2 separate regions of the Mus musculus genome follow, and region 2 is linked to region 1. Evidence: chromatin contacts called from public HiChIP or PLAC-seq data. All regions are on one chromosome and are shown on one strand. Each heading gives the region's core, a stretch centred on a gene start, on an enhancer-like site or on the middle of the called end of the contact. The rest is flanking DNA. Distances are from core to core; before and after follow the strand shown.

Evidence for each region. HiChIP or PLAC-seq counts read pairs in DNA pulled down with a chosen protein or histone mark.
Region 2: a contact with region 1 is called in an H3K27ac HiChIP or PLAC-seq map of embryonic stem cells, with 5 read pairs. The contact joins the enhancer-like site here to the promoter of Agbl2 in region 1. A contact is called at or near these places in 8 of 39 promoter capture datasets (embryonic stem cells, hematopoietic stem and progenitor cells, hippocampal neurons and 3 more), 2 of 15 datasets of contacts at CTCF or cohesin (the NIH/3T3 cell line and stem cell-derived epiblast-like cells), 46 of 484 Hi-C or Micro-C datasets (the AML12 cell line, B cells, B-cell progenitors and 33 more), 4 of 115 datasets of contacts at active chromatin or transcription factors (embryonic stem cells and regulatory T cells) and 4 of 9 other capture datasets (adipose tissue, embryonic stem cells, liver and 1 more).

What each region holds. Positions count from the first base shown.
Region 1 is chr2:90,781,343-90,784,042 of GRCm38.p6, forward strand. It overlaps Agbl2 (ATP/GTP binding protein-like 2), which reads left to right and starts at 1,385. Exons shown (of 18, transcript NM_178755.4): 1 at 1,385-1,418; 2 at 2,234-2,331; 3 at 2,644-2,700. The coding sequence starts at 2,684.
Region 2 is chr2:90,707,388-90,710,087 of GRCm38.p6, forward strand. Nup160 (nucleoporin 160) reads left to right here. Exons shown (of 37, transcript NM_021512.2): 20 at 746-816; 21 at 1,436-1,595; 22 at 2,646-2,700. Among named protein-coding and RNA genes, the nearest start is that of Gm39872, 27 kb to the right of the region's middle. Within about 2 kb of position 1,349, at least 5 of the 459 cell types and tissues checked have an H3K27ac peak or open chromatin away from gene starts, as enhancers often do. A contact at or near this core is called in embryonic stem cells, where this site is marked.

The DNA.
Region 1 (2,700 bases), core at 135-2,634:
TCTTTAACTTTTTGTTAAAGATTTCTTTACATATATGGATGTTTTGTCTGCATATACATCTATCTACACCAGAAGAGGGATCCCATAGGACTATAGTTGTGAGGCACCAGGTGGATGCTAGGATTTGAATTCAGGAAGTGCAGCCAGTGCTCTTTGCCTCTGAGTCATCTCTTCAGCTCTGAGGTTTGCCCTTAAAATAGCACATCTTTACTTTTAGACAATAGGGTCATTTAGTCGATGGAGACTCACACAAGTCCTTGAACAAGTCTCAAGTAACAGTGGGGCTCAGCTCTGAAAGCTCTTCCAGATGATCCAAATTTGGTTTCCAGCGTCCACAAGACCACATCGGGTCTCCCACTCTAGGGAGACCTCTGACCTCAGTGGGCGGGCACCTGCACTCACAACAAGCACACGGATTAAAACAATGTTTAAAAATCAAGGCTGGGGGGCTGGTGAGATGGCTCAGTGGGTAAGAGCACCCGACTGCTCTTCCGAAGGTCCAGAGTTCAAATCCCAGCAACCACATGGTGGCTCACAACCATCCGTAACGAGATCTGACTCCCTCTTCTGGAGTGTCTGACTTACATATAATAATAAATAAATCTTTAAAAAAAAAAAAACAAGGCTGGCTAGATAGTCTAGAAGGTTTGTGTTTGCCTGGCACTTGAAACTCATGCAAAGGCAGAAGGGAAGAACTGACTCCATAAAGTGTACACATGTTCCCCTGCTCATCCTGCACATGCAAACAAGAGTGAAGGGGAGGCGGCTGGTGAGGTTGTTCAGGGGCTAAAAGCACTTGCTCTTTGAGCAGCACCCACTTAGCAATTCAAACAGCTCACAACTGCAGGTAACTAGCTCCCTAGGGATCTGAAACCTAGCCTCCAGGTGAACACACACACACACACACACACACACATTTTTTTAAAAAGGAATAATTACTATTTTAAACCAAATCAAGACAAGGCAGGGATGGGGGAAGGACATTTTACGTTTGTCAAAGGGAGAAGAAATGAAGTAAACTAGAATGAACCTGATTCCTTCTCTCTAGGACTGACCTCGTGTTCTCCTAGTGTATCTGCTCTTTTTAAATAACTCTTGGCTGCTTGCTACATACAGTTCTAACCCTCACCAGCCCCCAAAGGAATAGAAGCTTCAGGCCCTTGAACAAAGTAAATTACCTTTACAACTACCGAAAGTAGAAATATGAAGGCCCTCGGCACTGTTCTACTCATCAGTCCCCAGACTGTGTCTGTAAAGTTTGAGATGAAATTTGAATCAGTAAACCGTTGGAATGTGAAACGCAAGTTGCCTGACATCCCAAGGCTCGCAGCTTACAGATGAGGGCGGGGTCCTGCCCTCCTTCCGCTTCTGGCTCCCGGTTGCTAGGCTCCCAGGGTCCTCGCAGAAAACTCCAGCAGGTGAGCTGAGGGACTGGGCCTGCGAAGGAGCGCCCTAGCTGGCAGGGGACAAGCAGGGGATCCCAGGCAGGAAGGGAGTGAGAGGACAGGAAGTGCAGGGGGGCGAGGAGAGTGCCGGGGGGGGGGGGCGGAATGGGGAGAGGGGGGCAGAGGGCGAGGAGGGCAGGGGGCAAGGAGCTTTGGGACGGACAGGACTCCAGGCTGGCCTCTGCAGAAAGAGTGAGAGTGGAGAGATGGAGAAGCTCCTGCAGCGTCCACCCGGCCTGGGGACCAGCTGCGGGGAAGGGGTAGCCAGGCAGCGCGGTGTCACCCCGCGGGCTCCGGTGGAAACTTCTGCTCTGTCCTTCCTTGGGCTTGCCTCTGGGCAGTCCACACTCCGAGGCAGGGCGCTCAGAACTGAACGTTTCCAGGGCTCTCGCTTCCGACCCCTGACCTTTCCTTTTCAACTGCTCTGAGGCGACTCTGCGCGTGCCCCCAACCCGGTTCCTTTCCCTTTTCTGCGGCGTCCTGGTGTTGGGCATCTGTTCTCAGCGTAAACTAAGCATGGGGCCAATGAGGCTCCTGGTGAATCTAGTGGACCAGGCGTGGGGACACGCAGAGCGCCCCAGCTCCTCAGGTGTGTGCTGGCAACCACCATCCTCTCCTTTCGTAAGACGCCGGCTTGGCAAGAGTTTAACCCCCGAGTGGTTGTGGGTGTGAAAGGGCAGGGTCTGCAGATTTGGTGTTATTTGTTGGCGGTGGTGGTTGGTTAGGTTTCTTTTCACTTTTCCTACGGGGATTTGTAACTTCTGTGTAATCAGCTGTTTGGAAATCAGGCAGATATTGCAGCTGGGTACGGTGCTACTAACTCGCCTACATCATACTATGCGGCAGTAACATGTTCCCGGCGTTGGAAACAGAACTAAAGCCGGAGGTTGGTACACTCTTTTTCCGATAACTTCGCAGAAACCCAATCCAAGGTCAGAAGGTTCACTGTGGTGGCATGCTGGTCCAGCTGGAGGTATATTTGGGGCGGCGGAAGGATGGGCTTTTTAGCCCCGGTTGGCATGGAACTCACTCTGTTGCCCGGACTACCCTTGAACTTGAGTTCTCCTCCTACCTCTGCTTCCCTGGTGCTGGGAGTACTAGTGTTTGCCACCAGACCTGTTGGAGATTATGATTCCCAAAATAGAATAATTCACTATTTGCCTGGCGTTTGCTTGTTTTGTTCCCGTATCCTATGCAGCGTGTTTGGTGCTTTTGGTTAAGAAGTCAGTGTCATCTGAATGAATGTCCTGCTTGA
Region 2 (2,700 bases), core at 99-2,598, 74 kb before region 1:
TTAGGTCTTCCATGTTTTTAACAGTTGAGTGTAATTTATCAAAAAGTAATACTTTATTTTATATGAACATACACAAAATGGTTGTTAGAAGTAGACTGAACTTTATATGCAAAGAAAAAAGAAGAGTCCCTCGATTACTGTGTGCTCCCATTTCGTTTCTTGTTGCTCTGATAAAATTCGCTGAGAAAGACATCTCAAAAGATAAAGGGCTTGTCTCAGCTCACAGTTCAAGGATATAGTCCCTTGTGTCAGTAGGAGCTTGAAGCAGCTGGTCACACCTACATTCAGGAAGCAGAACACAATGACTGCATGCTTAATGCTCAACTCCCTGTCTCCAGGTTATATATAGTCCAGGACTCCCTGCATAGGGAATGGTCTCAGCCACAGTTAAGATGGGTCTTCTCGTGTCAATTAATACTCTAGAAAATCCCTCTTGGATGCTCTTTGGAGCAACCTTAATCTAGCTGTTTCCTCACCAGTATGCCTGAATGGTTGCTTCCTGGTTGATTCTACTTTCTGTAAAGTTGACAGTACTATCAGTAGTCAGTGAGCTCTGACACACAAGTGACTTTGAACAGCCCTTGAGCAATGTCGTAGACAACAATCTAAATCCTGAATCCTGTTTTCTGACTGTTTTAAGCTTTCAGTGGAATTCTTATATGACTATAGTAATTAAATCAACAATATAAAATAAATTTAGAAATATAATATTTAACATAGAGTATGTTTTCCCTTTTTTTCATAGGGAGTCTAATCTACAACATTTGTCAGTTCTGGAACTAACTGATTCTGGTGCCTTAATGGCAAATAAACTGGGTAAGGAGTAGGGGTTTAATTTGGGGGGTTATTGTGTATTTATTAACTGTTCTTTTGTCACCTTTGTTGTAGAAATGAATGGCCTTGCTCTTTGCTTTTGTGCCATGAGCAACCTGTGGCCTGAGACCTGTGGTTGTGGCAGGTCATCTGGGAAGATGTAGTCCCAGATCAGGCATAAATGAAGGGTGTCATAGGTGTACGTGTAATACAAATAAGCACTCTTAGAAAGAGTATAGAAAACCACCAAGAGAAACCTTCCTGAGAATCAGAGTCTTGTGTTTAGTGTTTCTTACATTGCTCTTTTGTCCATTGTTTTTTGGTACTCCAGTAATTAATTCAACAAGTCATTTTAAAATTTTACTAAGTTCTAACTTTACTAAGTGGCTTTCATACTCTTATCTCAGTCTTTAAAGCAGTCTCATTCATGCTTCAGAATTATATAGGGGATTTGTTTGAGCTAGAAGGTGGAATCTTAAGGACTATTGTAAAAGGTTTCTATGTAAATTGCTTAACTATAGTGAGCCGGTGAGTGATTTGCATATGTATAGACTGACTTTTGCAGACTGCTTTCATTGCTTTGCTACTGATGGTACCCATGATGCCTTGTGTTTCTTTTAAGTATCTAGCCCTCAGACAATTATGGAGTTATTCTTCCAAGAAGTTGCAAGAAAACAAATTATATCTCATCTCTTCTCTCAACCCAAAGCCCCTCTAAGCCAAACTGGATTGAATTGGCCTGAAATGATTACTGCAGTTACTGGTTATTTGTTGCAGCTTTTGTATCCTTTTGCTTGAAAGCCAGGTGCCAATTTTGTTTAAATTGTTCATAAAGCCTTTATTCTTGCCTTGTAATGAAGTTTATTTTCTTTCTTGGTGCTGGAGATCAAGCTCAGGGCAGCACAAACTAGACAAGTGTGTTAACACATAGCTATCAGCTACATCAGAAGACCCTGAAGGAACATTGAAACATTTTTAAAATGAGGTGAGGAGAGATGGCTCAGTGGTTAAGAGCATGTTCCTGAGAACCTGAGTTCAGCTCCCAGCAGCCATGTGTGCAGCTCTAAAATGCCAGTAACTCCATCTTCAGAGGATCCAACTTCCTTTTCTGGCCTCTGAGGGCAACGGCACTTTCTTACATACACATTCTATACACAGATGAGTCACATTCAAAAACAAAAGAGGACAGTATTTATTTTAAGATACCCCTTTTTTGTTATTGTTTGAGACAGGGTCTCACTATGTAGCCCTGGCTGGCCTTGAACTCACTCTGTAGACCATGATGGACGTGAACTCATGTAAATCTACCAGCCTCTGTCTGTCAAGTGCTATGATTGAAAGCATGGGCCATCACACCGGACTCTCTTCTTTTTTCCCTTCACTGAGTTCTAAGGATCAAACTCAAATCTTAAAGTTTTCACAACTAACACAATGTAGACTAAGCCCCAGGGCTTTTCCTGTTTGCTTGATTTATTTTTGGTTTGTTTGATGTTTTTAGCTTTATTTTATTTTATGTATATGGGTGTTTGTCAGTGTATGTGTTTACATCCAACTTGCAGTGCCCATGAATGCCAGAGAGGGTACTGGGTCCTCTGGAACTGGAGTTACAAATGATTGTGGGTCACCTGTCTGTAGGTGCTGGAGACTGAACCCAGGTCCTCTGGAGGAGCAGCAAGTATTCCTAAGCTCTGAGCCAACTCTCCAGCCCACTCTTACTTGTTTTTCATTAAACTGTTTCAGTGACTCTTCTGAGTTTGATACCCATTAATATGGATATTTTAAGTTTCACTCAAAGACAGGGAAAAAGCAAAATTCCTTAATATAGTAACTAGGTGGCCTAGCAACCCAGGTTGTCTCTTTCTAGAATGTTTGATGGGGAATTGCCAG